Regions from separate parts of the Mus musculus genome. Here all the other regions are linked to region 1. Evidence: chromatin contacts called from public HiChIP or PLAC-seq data. All regions are on one chromosome and are shown on one strand. Each heading gives the region's core, a stretch centred on a gene start, on an enhancer-like site or on the middle of the called end of the contact. The rest is flanking DNA. Distances are from core to core; before and after follow the strand shown. Region 1 holds the start of Tcte2 (t-complex-associated testis expressed 2). Region 2 has its middle 28 kb from the start of Gm7168. Region 3 has its middle 5.2 kb from the start of 2700054A10Rik. Region 4 has its middle 31 kb from the start of 2700054A10Rik.

Region 1 (2,971 bases), core at 455-2,954:
GTACCAAAATAAACAAACAATAGAAAACACTCATCATGCTCTCACCAACAAGCATAAAAGACTGCCCAATTAAACAAATACAAGGCTTAAACCTTCCCACAAATCAACTTCTGCAGGGAATCTTTTCAATGGTCACTGAACATCTACAGGGGTTGGTGTACTTCCTATCCTCTTGTAGAAACCTGCTTAATTGTAACAGCCAAATGGAATAAGAAGCAAACAGGATGGTAAAACTGTTTGCAGATGCAGCTCAGACACAACAGGCTGCAGCCACTGGTCTTACACTACTCATAGAACTCAGCTTACTTATATGATATAGTGTGCTAATAAAAAACAGCTTCAAATTGAACAGAATAATTTTAATAGTACTCAAAGATTCTCTAAAACAACAAAATAGAAAATGTGAGCTAGCCATTACATTTTGAAAACAAATTAATTTCATTATGAAAGGCTTTCAATTACAAGTTGTTTCTAAAAATAGAAATGTTCAGATGTAAGAGAGGGTAATGAAAAAGATAATTTCATTTAAGTCCTGTAATTTTTTTCATTGTCTACACAACTCTTTACCTGCAGAAAACTGGGGGGGGGGGGGGGGAACATTCCACAAAACATGCAACTTTACTGTTCATCTCTCCAAAATGATAAAGTTTCAAGTGAATGCTTATAGAATAGAATCCAGTTAAATCTAAAATATTTAATTTAAAATGTTTTAAAGCTAACTCCTCAATTTAAGACTAAAACACTAAGCTGTTACTTCTCAACAGAAAACACATCTTTTCTTAATCAGATAAGAACTCTGGGGGAGGGGGAGGAACAAGGGAATTCACTTGACTAGCAATATTTTACTTGCAAAGTTTATCCTGCCATTTAAAAAAAAAAAAATCAAGCTAATTATTCTGAAAGACAAAATAATACTGAAACTATATTGATTCAGGGCTCCTTTCTAAAGAGTCGCTTGTAAGGCTATGAACGAACACTAACTACACAGTAAATTTGCTTACTAAAATACAACTCGTAAAATCGTTACAGAAGATGAATTATGAATCAGGAGTAACTTAACATCCACCGGTGTTCAAATTGGCCACCTGAACCTAATAATTTACCTTAGCTTGTCAAATAGGGATCGAGAGAAAGGGCTCTAACTAGGTCAAGTGTGCTCACAAGAAGGTGAGAGGGAAGGAGAGGAAAACCTGCCTTCCTCCACCGGCAAAATTAAGTCAATCTGAGAAGACTGCTCAGATCTACCAAATCTGTGTTCGCGGCTAAGCGCTGGCTGCTGTGTTTCAGCAAGCACCTCTTAGGTTTCAAAGCCAGAGCTATTTCCAAATCCGGCACAAGTCCTGGGTATAGTGTGGGGTCGCGTGGAACAGGTCTGCCCAGCCACAACTTAACCAAACGCCCTTTGGCCCGCTGTCTAACGGAGGCTTCCCCGAGGCTTCCCGCCGGCCACGGAACTCCTCCGACAGTCTCCCCGGTACCAACCGGCTGGCTGGATACCGGCCCTCACCCCACCCCCAAGATCGTCCAGAACGCTTCCCGCAGCCCCGCTGCGTACCGCCAGCGCACGGGGCTGGAGCAGGGGTTTATCTGTCTGCCCGCTGCGCGCCACCGGACCCCGCCGGGCTAGAACGCACGCGCGCCGTGGGGCGCACGGGGCTCACACCGCCGCGGGCATCGGCCGGTCACGTGGCCTCGGAGGGGCCGAGATCCGCGTCCCGACGGTTCGAAGACGCCATCAAAGAAACCGGCGGCGAGGAGCGCATCCCGCAGGGGAAGGCCCGCGGCCTGCGTGGGCCGCGACGGGGACCGGTGCGCTGGCAGGTAAGGGCCGGGAGGGCACAGGTGGGTCGTGCCGCACAGGTGGGCGGCCAGGTGCAGTCCTGTGGGCGCAAGCGGGGCCTGAGGACACAAGTGCGCGCCTGGAAAGGATGCGGGTGACACAGGTGGGGTCTGAGGACCCACGTGGGTGGCCAGGCGGAGTCCCGGGGACACAAGTGCACGTCCAGGTGTGTCTCCGCGCGCAGGTGGCCGGCCCGCCCTCTGCGCCGGCCACCAAGCCGCCCTGGACCCCGCCCGGGCGGCGGGGCACCGCAGGAGGCGACAAGGACGAGCGCCCCTAGGGACCCCGCTGGCCAGTACGGTGGGCGGAGGCCGAGGGGACAGGGCCGCGGGCGAGGGCGGGTCCGCGGGCGGACGGGCGGGCGGGCAGGCCAGCGGGGGAGGGGCGGCCGCGGGACCCCACCGCGCTCTGCCTCCCGCGGCCTCCGCGTCGCCGGCCCGCGCGCGGGCCCCCTCCCCTCGCACCCCGGCGGCGGCGGCGGCGCTCACCTCGGTCGGCTGGCTGATCTCGAACAGGTCCAGCCGGTTGGCGTTCCAGTGGTGAATGATGTCGGCCAGCTTCCGCCGCTCTTCGTCGCGGCCGCCCGCCGACATGATCGCGGCCGCTCCTCCCCAGGGCCAGCCGGGCCGGAACACCGCAGGCCGCCTCACCGCCGCCGCCGCCGCCGCGCGTCCTCCGCCGGGCTCGGCCCGCGTCCGGCCCGCGCCGCTTCAGCCCGCCTCAGCCGCGGCCGGTGCGCCGAGCGCCGCCCCCCGCCCTCCCGCCGCCGTGCGCGCCCGCCCGCCGTGCGCGTCCCCGCGAGCGCGCGCCGCGCCGCTAGGTGCTGCCGCGTGGTCGCGCGCGCGTGCGTGCGTGCAGGGGCGCGTCGGGTGTCAGCGGGCCGCACTCGCTCTGTGCCGGAGGCGTGAGTCCTCACCGGAGCCGCTCGGTCCTGCGGCCGCGCTCGGTCCGCCCTGGGCAGGCTCAGGGGTGGCGGACGAGCTGGCGAGCAGAGGGGCGGCGCCCTGACGGGCGGGGCGACCCGGAGCTGCAGAGCGGGATGGACAGGTGGGCGTGGGCTGCGCGGCCGGCGGAACTGGCCGGCCATCCCGCCGCGGCCCTGACGCCTGGGCTGCGCTGGCTGCTGGGGTC
Region 2 (2,700 bases), core at 77-2,576, 160 kb before region 1:
CTGCATCCTGCCAAGCTACTGAGGCCTGCTTTGAGTGTTCAGCCACCATTAAGAAAATAGCAGTATTTGGGGCTTGGTAATATGGCCCAGTATTTAAGGGCACTTCAAGACAAGCGTATGGATCCTTGCACCCATATAAACTAGGTGTGGTCTTGGGTGCACCTATGATGTGTGTTGGGGCAGAGATGGAAGTGGCTTACTGGCAGCCAGATGAAAAGTTCAAGCTGCAGGTTCAGGGAGAGATGCTGTCTGAAAAGACTACAGTGAGGAATGACAGAGAGTAATCCCCAGCACCCTCCTCTAGCCTGTGTGTGTGTGTGTGTGTGTGTGTGTGTGTGTGTGCGCGCACGTACAAAAATACAAACATGTACACATACACACATACTATACTCACACACACACAAAAAGGACAGAGATGTTGTGTGCCATACTACAAGTGTATAGTATAAAGAGAAGACTCAGGGAGGTTGTTGTGGGATGGGAGAACAGGACCCAAAGCATGGAGCTGGCCAGGAGGTCAAACCCCTCTGCAAATCCCAAGGAGACCAGCCGAGCCCAGGGAGTGGAGGTTGCAGGGTAGGAGATGAAATGAAAGAAAAGAGGCAGAGGCAGAGGAAAAGGCAGGGGACAAAGGTCTTCTTAGGAGCATGGCACATGTCCTGCTGAGCCTGGGGGGTCAAGTCTCACTGGAGTCTCATGCTATCACCACCGTGATTTCCTGTATGTCAAAAACATCACTGTCAACCTCAAAGCCCTTAGCTTTTGGAAAAAGAAAGGCCGAAGGGACACTGCCCTTGATAAAACCTAAAGGGGAGGCTGAGTTGGGTGGGATCCTTAGCTGATGGACGTGTTAACACAGATACTGTGGCCACACTCAAGCCCAGTCCTGTTGGTCTTGCCCTGCTTCATGAAGGAGCACCACCCTAAAAGTCAGCTTCACCTGGGCTCCAGAGCTGAGAACTGGGTGTCCCTGCAATGCCTGCCACTGTCCTCTGCCTTCAGATGTGTCCCCAACAGGAACCATCCACAGACTGAATGTGAAAGGACGTTACCAGCTCTGTGACTCAAATGTTTCCTTTCTGCTCCTACAACAGCAAAGAGCTTTCAGTCATCGACCACACAGAAGGTAGCTCAGCAGTGGACCGGCCCTGACCCCTGAAATTTCCACACAGGGCAGCCAGCTCTGTGCCACACACATTTTTAATTCAACTGTAGCAGATTTGTTCACTAAGTTGTAACAAGAATCCATTTCCTGGTATACTGGGCATGTGAGGCATCTCAGGCAGGTGAGGAGGAATTTCAAGAATCTGGCTTGTGGCTTCCTGTGCTGACCCTCCCTGGGTCATCTGGATGATGCCTTCTTGACTTAAGGGAAGAGTGAAAGTGAGCTTTGCTCACAGAGCCAGAAGGCCAGTCTCCTGGGCAGAGGAGCAGAAGGCTGTAGAATTCCTTTTGGTTTGTGGATTCTGTTTGGTCTCAGACCCCAGGACAAGGGACTGAGGTGAATATTTTTACATATGGAAGCAGACCTGACCTCCAAGTTATCCCTAACTAGCATACCCTGCCCCCAATCATGAACTTTCCAGGCCAGGCCCTTCCCTCATATAGGGCTCCTCCCTACATAATCCAGACATTTTGGTCTCCTTCTCCCCTTTCTCCCCCCATCCCATCATTCTGAGCATGTGTTCTGTCTTTCTCTTCCCCCTACCCCTCTCTCCCTTCCCATGGCAACTTCCCTGGCCTTTGTCCTTGGGGCCAGTGAACTCACAGCTTCCCAATAAACCTGCATTTAATATAATCCAATCTGGCTTGAATTGGCTCATTTCACTGGCCGAGAAATAACTTATCAGTTCCTGTCAACTTAGGATTCTATGCTGCCACGAAACTTGCTTGGCTACCCCTTCTGCCAAGCTGGGTTGAAACGCTGATGACCCCTGCTAACCCTAAAGAACTTGCTGCTCTACACCTGTGCCTCAGACCTGGGTGACCCCAGTTACAGTCTTGAATAGCTGGAGGGCTGTCCTGAAGATGCCCATCTATCTTCTACGCAGTCTGAAAGCATCCTCAGTTCAGCTGACACCGTTCAGGTGACTCAGCCAGCTCAGTACCACTGCTGTCCTGAGATGGCTACAGCCTGTATAGTCTGCTTTCTTCCCTTTTCAGATGGGGTCCCTGCACAGAGATTGGGCTTGAGGCAGTCCTAACCCAGCAGGCCTCCAGTCAGCACAGGCTGTGGGGCTCTCTCTCCTGCCTGCCAGCTCTGACCACATAGCTGACTTGGCTTGAGACTGCCAGGCCCAACGAAACTGTTAACAAGTCATACCATACCCAAATGGGACTGGATGCCTCCTTCAGACAGCACTGGACCTGCCCAGCATCTCAGACTACCGAAGCACACTCAGGGATGCTGGAGTACCATTAGCACAGGAGTGAACATGCAGGTGAACAGGAAAGGCTCACATGAGAAAGCAGCCCTGCAATGTTCCCACAAAGGAGGACATGGATATGGAAAAGTGCCAAAAACCAGGGACAGGAGGTGGGACATGACAGACCCACCCACCTGCATTGTACAGACGCTAGCCTTAGAGACAGGGATGGGCTATTTGCTAACCCCGTGGATGAGATTAAGGCCATGATTGAGAAGGGCTAGGGAAGACAGGGATGGGGAGAGGAGGCCAGGAGCCAAGAAGCTACAACCAA
Region 3 (2,925 bases), core at 338-2,837, 200 kb after region 1:
CAGCATCCTGCCCATCTCTGGGATTCCTTACTTTGAGAACTTCAGTAGATAGCACACCATGAGAAAGATGCTGCGAGGTTGTGTCTTACCACGAGTTTGGGAAACAGGGTGCATTTCACTGGGGAGAGCTGATCCCCGGCACCAGGACCTTATGGGGGACAGTAGTGAAGAAAGAGTGGAACACACAGCAGAGAGCTCTGGAGAACTGACTAATGAATGGAGTGGCTGTGAAGATCCAGAGTGGGAGGTACTTATGCCAAGCAGCCAAGGGTCCCAGGTTACGGGGACTAAGACACCCATAGGAAGCAGGGAAGCGCTGTCAGGATACAGGGAGTACAGACTGGATAACATAGGGCTGGCTGTTCCCTCCTGGTACTTGGTGATTCTCAGTAAGATGCTAAGTCACAGCTGAGGTGTACAAGCACAGTGCCTGAGCCTTTAGACTTCCCCTCTCAAGTTGGGTGACGTGCTCTATCTAGTGCAGTAGTTCTCAACCTGTGGGTCCTGACCCTTTGTGAGCATGGAGTGGGGTCGGGTGGGGTGGCGTGGGGTGGGTTGAAGGACTCTCACAGGGGTCTCATATAAGATATCCTGCATATCATCCGATATTTACATTACAACTCATAACTGTAACAGAATTGCAGTTATGAAGTAACAACAAGACAATTTTATGGTTGGGGGTCACCATAACATGGGGAATGGCATTACGGAGGTTGAGAATCACGGAGCTGATGTCAGAGGCTCAGGAATGGTGGGCAAGAGCTTACAGTCCATTTGGTCAGCTTCTGTCTGCCTCTCCCCCCCACCAGCCCCACCTCAGACAGTGAGGGGTAAGATCCTCAAGTCCACTTTGTATGATTGGGGACATTTTGTAGCCTTTGCAGTTTTTGAAATTTGTTAGTATGTGCCAATTATGAGAAAACATGAAACACTGAAACCTGGTGTGTAGGGGCTTTTGTATTGAAATATGTATATCTCCATATGGCTCTTGTTCTGGACTCCAGCCCGACCGGGACCTAGCTGTCTGTGTCAGTGACACCTCAGGGACAAGAGGTCAGTGGCACAGGCCCTTGGCATCTTTTCTTTGATGACAGTCAGTATAGAGTACGGATTTTACAGCACAGTCATCAGAGCCTGATAGTCATCACTCCTGGCCACGGTCCCTTTCTTACCTTTACTGGTGGTTAAAGAACAGCCTGAGAACAAACTGGGACAGGCTGGGGAGAGGGGCAGCCGCCTCCTTGTTTGGTGGCTCTCACTCTCACTGCTGCCGTCCTAGGGCTGTGTTCTCAACACTGGGCCAGCACCTTATGGGCAAGGACCCAGGCACTCCTCAGTTTCAGAAGTGCATATTTTAATTTTTTGTTTTCCGTGTTCTGTAGAATCAAGGGTGTGCTTTAATAAGTTGCTTTTAAGTTTTATTCCATTGCTCAGACTGTTAAAATTACTAGTTCCCTGGGAGCTGAAATGCTCCTCAATTCTCTTTGTGGTTCTGAGAGACTGCCTTGTAAGGTATTAAAGACTACTCCTGGACTGATTAAAACACAGGCCGGAGAGACACACCTCGATTGGTTCTCCTTGCCTTAGAAAGGACTGCAGGCATTAAGGGTGATGAGATACTTCAGTGAAGTGCTGGGTGTGGCCCAGCTCAGTTTCCACCCCACCCCAACCCACAACTCTCATGGGATCTTGGGAGTCTCATGGGCCCCTTCACACCTGATTACCAACCCCCGGGGTTTGGGTCACTCCTCTTCTCTTCTCTTCTCTTCTCTTCTCTTCTCTTCTCTTCTCTTCTCTTCTCTTCTCTTCTTTCTTTCCCCTCTGTTGTTTTTATTTCAAGATGACATCTCACTGTGTAACCCTGGCTGTCCTGGGATTCACCCTGTAGAACAGGCTGGCCTTAAACTCACAGAAATCCACCAGTTTGTACCTCCCAGGTGCTTGGACTAAAGGTGTGAGCCACCATGTCTGGCCTGGACTGCCATTTTCTTTGGCAGAAACAAGACCACGGGAAAACTGTTCAAAACTTTTCACTGCTGTGCCCCTGTGTACCCTGCCCATGCAGATGCCAATCTTTCCAAGACGGGGGTGGGGGCGCTTAGGGTAGACCCCAAGCCTACATCTTATATGTATATTCACCCTAGGCAGCAACATACTGCACAGTGAAGCTCAGGTTCTGGACATATATGGGAGAAGAGAAGATAGCAGCTGTTGAATCAAGTGAAGACTGATGTGAATGTCCTACACTGGGCTTTAGTGGTAATGAACTGAGACAGGCAGGGACTTAGTCACTGTAGGACTGGCCTTCATGGAAGAGTCAGTGGGGAACTCCTGGGTCCAGAGCAGGGACGGTGGTCCCTGACAGATAGCACCCGGAGGATGGTAGCCTGTCCAGAGACACCTATGTGTCACACATTCTGAGCAAATCATGTATAGTGACTGGGTGCCAGATTCCTATTGTACGCAAGCTTATTTAGAATTTAAAGCTAATCTCAGTATGTATAAACACTGTGCCACACAGTTCTTTATTTATTATATGTAAGTACACTGTAGCTGTCTTCAGACTCATCAGAAGAGGGAGTCAGATCTCATTACAGATGGTTGTGAGCCACCATGTAGTTGCTGAGATTTGAACTCAGGACCTCTGGAAGAGCAGTCAGTGCTCTTAATCGCTAAGTCATTTCTCCAGTCTGCCACACCGTTCTTGATATTGTGATTTGGAGTTAAAGATGAGAAAACAAAGGGTCAATTAACAACATGTCATGGCTGTATTACATATCCTAGAGCCAAGTATGTTTGTGACTCTTGAGTCCCCTCTACCCCACCCCCACCCTTCCACTGAGATGCTTTTTCCTACACTGGAAGTTATAGGGTTGAAGCCTGAAGTTATAGGGGATTCTAGAGATGTTCGGAATTCTCTCCGAA
Region 4 (2,771 bases), core at 147-2,646, 180 kb after region 1:
TGTTTATTATGAGCATGCAAGTGTGTTATCTATGGAAGTGCCAGTGTGTTATCTATGGAAGTGCAAGTGTGTTATCTACAGAAATACTATCGTGTTTATCCATGAATATGCAAGTGTGTTATCTATGGAAGTGCCAGTGTGTTATCTATGAATATGCAAGTGTGTTATCTATGGAAGTGCCAGTGTGTTATCTGTGGAAGTGCCAGTGCATTATCTATGGAAGTGCCAGTGTGTTATCTTTGGAAGTGCCAGTGTGTTATCTGTGGAAGTGCCAGTGTGTTATCTGTGGAAGAGCAAGTGTACTATACAGAAGTATTATTGTGTTATCTATGGGCATGCAAGTGTGTTATCTATGAAAGTGTGAGTGTGCTATCTATGGAAGTACCAATGTGCTGTTTATGGATGTGCCAGTATGTTATCTGTGGAAGTACCAGTGTGTTATCTATGGAAGTGCAAAGATGTTATTTATGGAAGTGTGAGTGTGTTATCTATGGAAGTATGAGTGTGTTATTTATGGAAGTGCAAGGGTGTTATATATGGAAGCGTGAGTGTTTTATACATGGAAGTGCACGGGTGTCATATATGGATGTGCAAGGATGTTAACTAGCTTACTTAGTAGCTGCTCATCTGAAAGTACAGTCCTCGCCTTTGCTTCAGCCTTTCTGGGGACAGGAGGACTTCCATAGCACCCAGAGAATAAGAAAGAAGTCCTGATTACCTCTCACACACCAGACAGCTCACCTGGCTAGCAAGCTGCTCTCATTTTAATGTGGGCCTATGTGAGGTTATTTTAGGCAGATGCTGCACTGTGTCGATAATTGTCACGGTACATATTAAGCACCTACCCATCTTTTCATGACTGAGGAGAACTGGGGTGCCTGCTGGCTTTCCTACCCTTTGTTATTCCACTTGGGGCATATATATGTATATACATATGTATATATATATATATATATATATATATATATATATATATATATATATATGTATGTATATATATATTCCTTCCAATTCTCCAGTCCACTCCACATCTCCTTGCTATCCTTGCCATCCTGCACCTCTTGTGTCTTGGCAACAAGTGGACTTGAGAACAAGAGGCCTTGCACTATACAGGGTACTGAGTTATTCCCAGGCAAACTCAGAAGATTGATGGAATTACACATCTAGAGAAGGCTTCTGAGCCTTCTGTCCCATACACCCAGTTCTGTAGTCATGGGTCAGTTAGGAAACACATGTGTGCATGCATAATGTTTTCTGTCCCTGAACTCCTGGGCCTTGATCCTCTGGTGTTCTCTTTTCTGCACAGGCCACATTGGCCTTGAGAGGCTCTGCTCTGCATATGTCTTGGCCACGGGAACTCTGTCTCCTTGGCCCTGCTGTCTGCAGGAGCAGCGCCTGCCACGTACAGTCACACCCTCTCTGGGAAATGCCCAAGGTCACCTGTTCCTATAAGGAACATTCCTACACCTTGAGTGTTTTATTTAATTTTGGTTGCTGAAAACCACAGAAAGCCTCTGCAGCCTGCTGTCTGTCCAAATGACATTTAGAGCAGCAGTGGCTCCTCCCCACCCCCACCGTCTCCTTCCCCCTTCTTTCCTGTTTCCTTCTTCCATTCCCATCTTTAATTCGAAATAATTGACTTAAAGTTTCAGCCTCTCCCTCCTTTCTTGCTCTCGTCCCTTTCCCTTTTATTTTCTTTCTGCTTTTCTCCCCACTCCTTCCCTTCCCTCATCTTGCTCCTCCTTTCTCCCTCTTCCTTCCCTTCCTTCATCTCCCTCCTCTTCCCTTCCCTCCTCTCTCTCCTTCATTCCTTCTTCCCGAGGTTCTTCATCCTCTTTTGTTCTTCCCCTTTTCACTCTTGCTCTTAGAAACAGTGCTTACTCACATCCAGCATCTCTTGCACCCTGCGGTGGGTGTACAGATGGCTGGCGATGCGTGTGTGTGTGTGTGTGTGTGTGTGTGTGTGTGTGTGTGTGTGTGACAGCTCTGTGAGCTTCTGAGCTCATGTCTTACCCCAGCTGCACAGGACCTACTTCAGTGCCAATTAATTCTAGCGTAACTAGCATATGCCGTACAGTACCCTCGTTTCCTTTGGAATATATAACTTGCTGCAAGACATCATGAGAAAACATCATTTAAAATATCTGGGCAGCTTTGGTTCAGTACATTTGCTTAATTGGGTTACACTAGGCTTACCACAATTAGCTAAAAGAATACATAAAACAATAAAGAGAACTGGTGAAATTTTCGTTGTAGAGTAGAGTGGTCTAATGGTCTTGATAATAGCTGTTAGCTCTGAAGTTGTGTTGCATTTGCTTAGACTAGATGATCTCATTCAATTCCTTCCAGGAGAAGAGGAGGGGGAAGGCCACAGAGAGGCTGTACAGGACACCAAGTGTCACCTGGCTGGTAATTCTGAACCTCTGTTCAGGCCACTGAAGAATGGCCACTTAAAGTGGATTTGCCTAATGTGAGCATGAACATTCAAAACAAACAGTAGTAACGGTCTGCTGAGACATTGGTTTATGAAATTAGAAGGCTTGGAGCAAATTTACTATCTCACATGAGGAACAGAACTATGTACCTTTTGCAGTTCCAAGAAGAAAGGAGAATGGATTGTGTGTGTGTGTATATGTGTATGTGTTTGTGTATAGGTATGTTTGTGTGTATATTTGTGTATAAGTGTGTGTCTGTTTATGTTTGTATATTGTGTGTGTGCATGTGTGTGCGTTTGTGTAGGGGTGTGTTTATGTACTCATGCATGTGTGTGT

Evidence for each region. HiChIP or PLAC-seq counts read pairs in DNA pulled down with a chosen protein or histone mark.
Region 2: an H3K27ac HiChIP or PLAC-seq map of extraembryonic endoderm stem cells shows a contact between it and region 1. The contact joins the enhancer-like site here to the promoter of Tcte2 in region 1. A contact is called at or near these places in 1 of 484 Hi-C or Micro-C datasets (muscle stem cells) and 3 of 115 datasets of contacts at active chromatin or transcription factors (extraembryonic endoderm stem cells, pancreatic cancer cells and trophoblast stem cells).
Region 3: a contact with region 1 is called in an H3K4me3 HiChIP or PLAC-seq map of the SCID.adh cell line, with 10 read pairs. The contact joins the enhancer-like site here to the promoter of Tcte2 in region 1. A contact is called at or near these places in 15 of 39 promoter capture datasets (the 3T3-L1 cell line, 3T3-L1-derived adipocytes, the C10 cell line and 10 more), 5 of 484 Hi-C or Micro-C datasets (the HL-1 cell line, brown adipocytes, cerebral cortex and 1 more), 12 of 115 datasets of contacts at active chromatin or transcription factors (the SCID.adh cell line, SST interneurons, bone marrow-derived macrophages and 9 more) and 3 of 9 other capture datasets (adipose tissue, liver and pancreatic islet).
Region 4: an H3K4me3 HiChIP or PLAC-seq map of embryonic forebrain shows a contact between it and region 1, with 4 times the contacts expected there. The contact joins the enhancer-like site here to the promoter of Tcte2 in region 1. A contact is called at or near these places in 7 of 39 promoter capture datasets (3T3-L1-derived adipocytes, the C10 cell line, the HPC-7 cell line and 3 more), 3 of 484 Hi-C or Micro-C datasets (cerebral cortex and cortical neurons), 9 of 115 datasets of contacts at active chromatin or transcription factors (the SCID.adh cell line, SST interneurons, bone marrow-derived macrophages and 6 more) and 3 of 9 other capture datasets (adipose tissue, liver and pancreatic islet).

The regions. Positions count from the first base shown.
Region 1 is chr17:13,760,136-13,763,106 of GRCm38.p6, reverse strand. It overlaps Tcte2 (t-complex-associated testis expressed 2), which reads left to right and starts at 1,704. Exons shown (of 3, transcript NM_022311.3): 1 at 1,704-1,821. It overlaps Afdn (afadin, adherens junction formation factor), which reads right to left and starts at 2,566. Exons shown (of 33, transcript NM_010806.1): 1 at 2,329-2,566. The coding sequence starts at 2,433.
Region 2 is chr17:13,919,522-13,922,221 of GRCm38.p6, reverse strand. No RefSeq gene overlaps it. Among named protein-coding and RNA genes, the nearest start is that of Gm7168, 28 kb to the left of the region's middle. Within about 2 kb of position 1,326, at least 83 of the 459 cell types and tissues checked have an H3K27ac peak or open chromatin away from gene starts, as enhancers often do. A contact at or near this core is called in extraembryonic endoderm stem cells, pancreatic cancer cells and trophoblast stem cells, where this site is marked.
Region 3 is chr17:13,557,808-13,560,732 of GRCm38.p6, reverse strand. No RefSeq gene overlaps it. Among named protein-coding and RNA genes, the nearest start is that of 2700054A10Rik, 5.2 kb to the right of the region's middle. Within about 2 kb of position 1,587, at least 12 of the 459 cell types and tissues checked have an H3K27ac peak or open chromatin away from gene starts, as enhancers often do. A contact at or near this core is called in the HL-1 cell line and the SCID.adh cell line, where this site is marked.
Region 4 is chr17:13,583,241-13,586,011 of GRCm38.p6, reverse strand. No RefSeq gene overlaps it. Among named protein-coding and RNA genes, the nearest start is that of 2700054A10Rik, 31 kb to the right of the region's middle. Within about 2 kb of position 1,396, at least 25 of the 459 cell types and tissues checked have an H3K27ac peak or open chromatin away from gene starts, as enhancers often do. A contact at or near this core is called in cortical neurons, embryonic basal ganglia and embryonic forebrain, where this site is marked.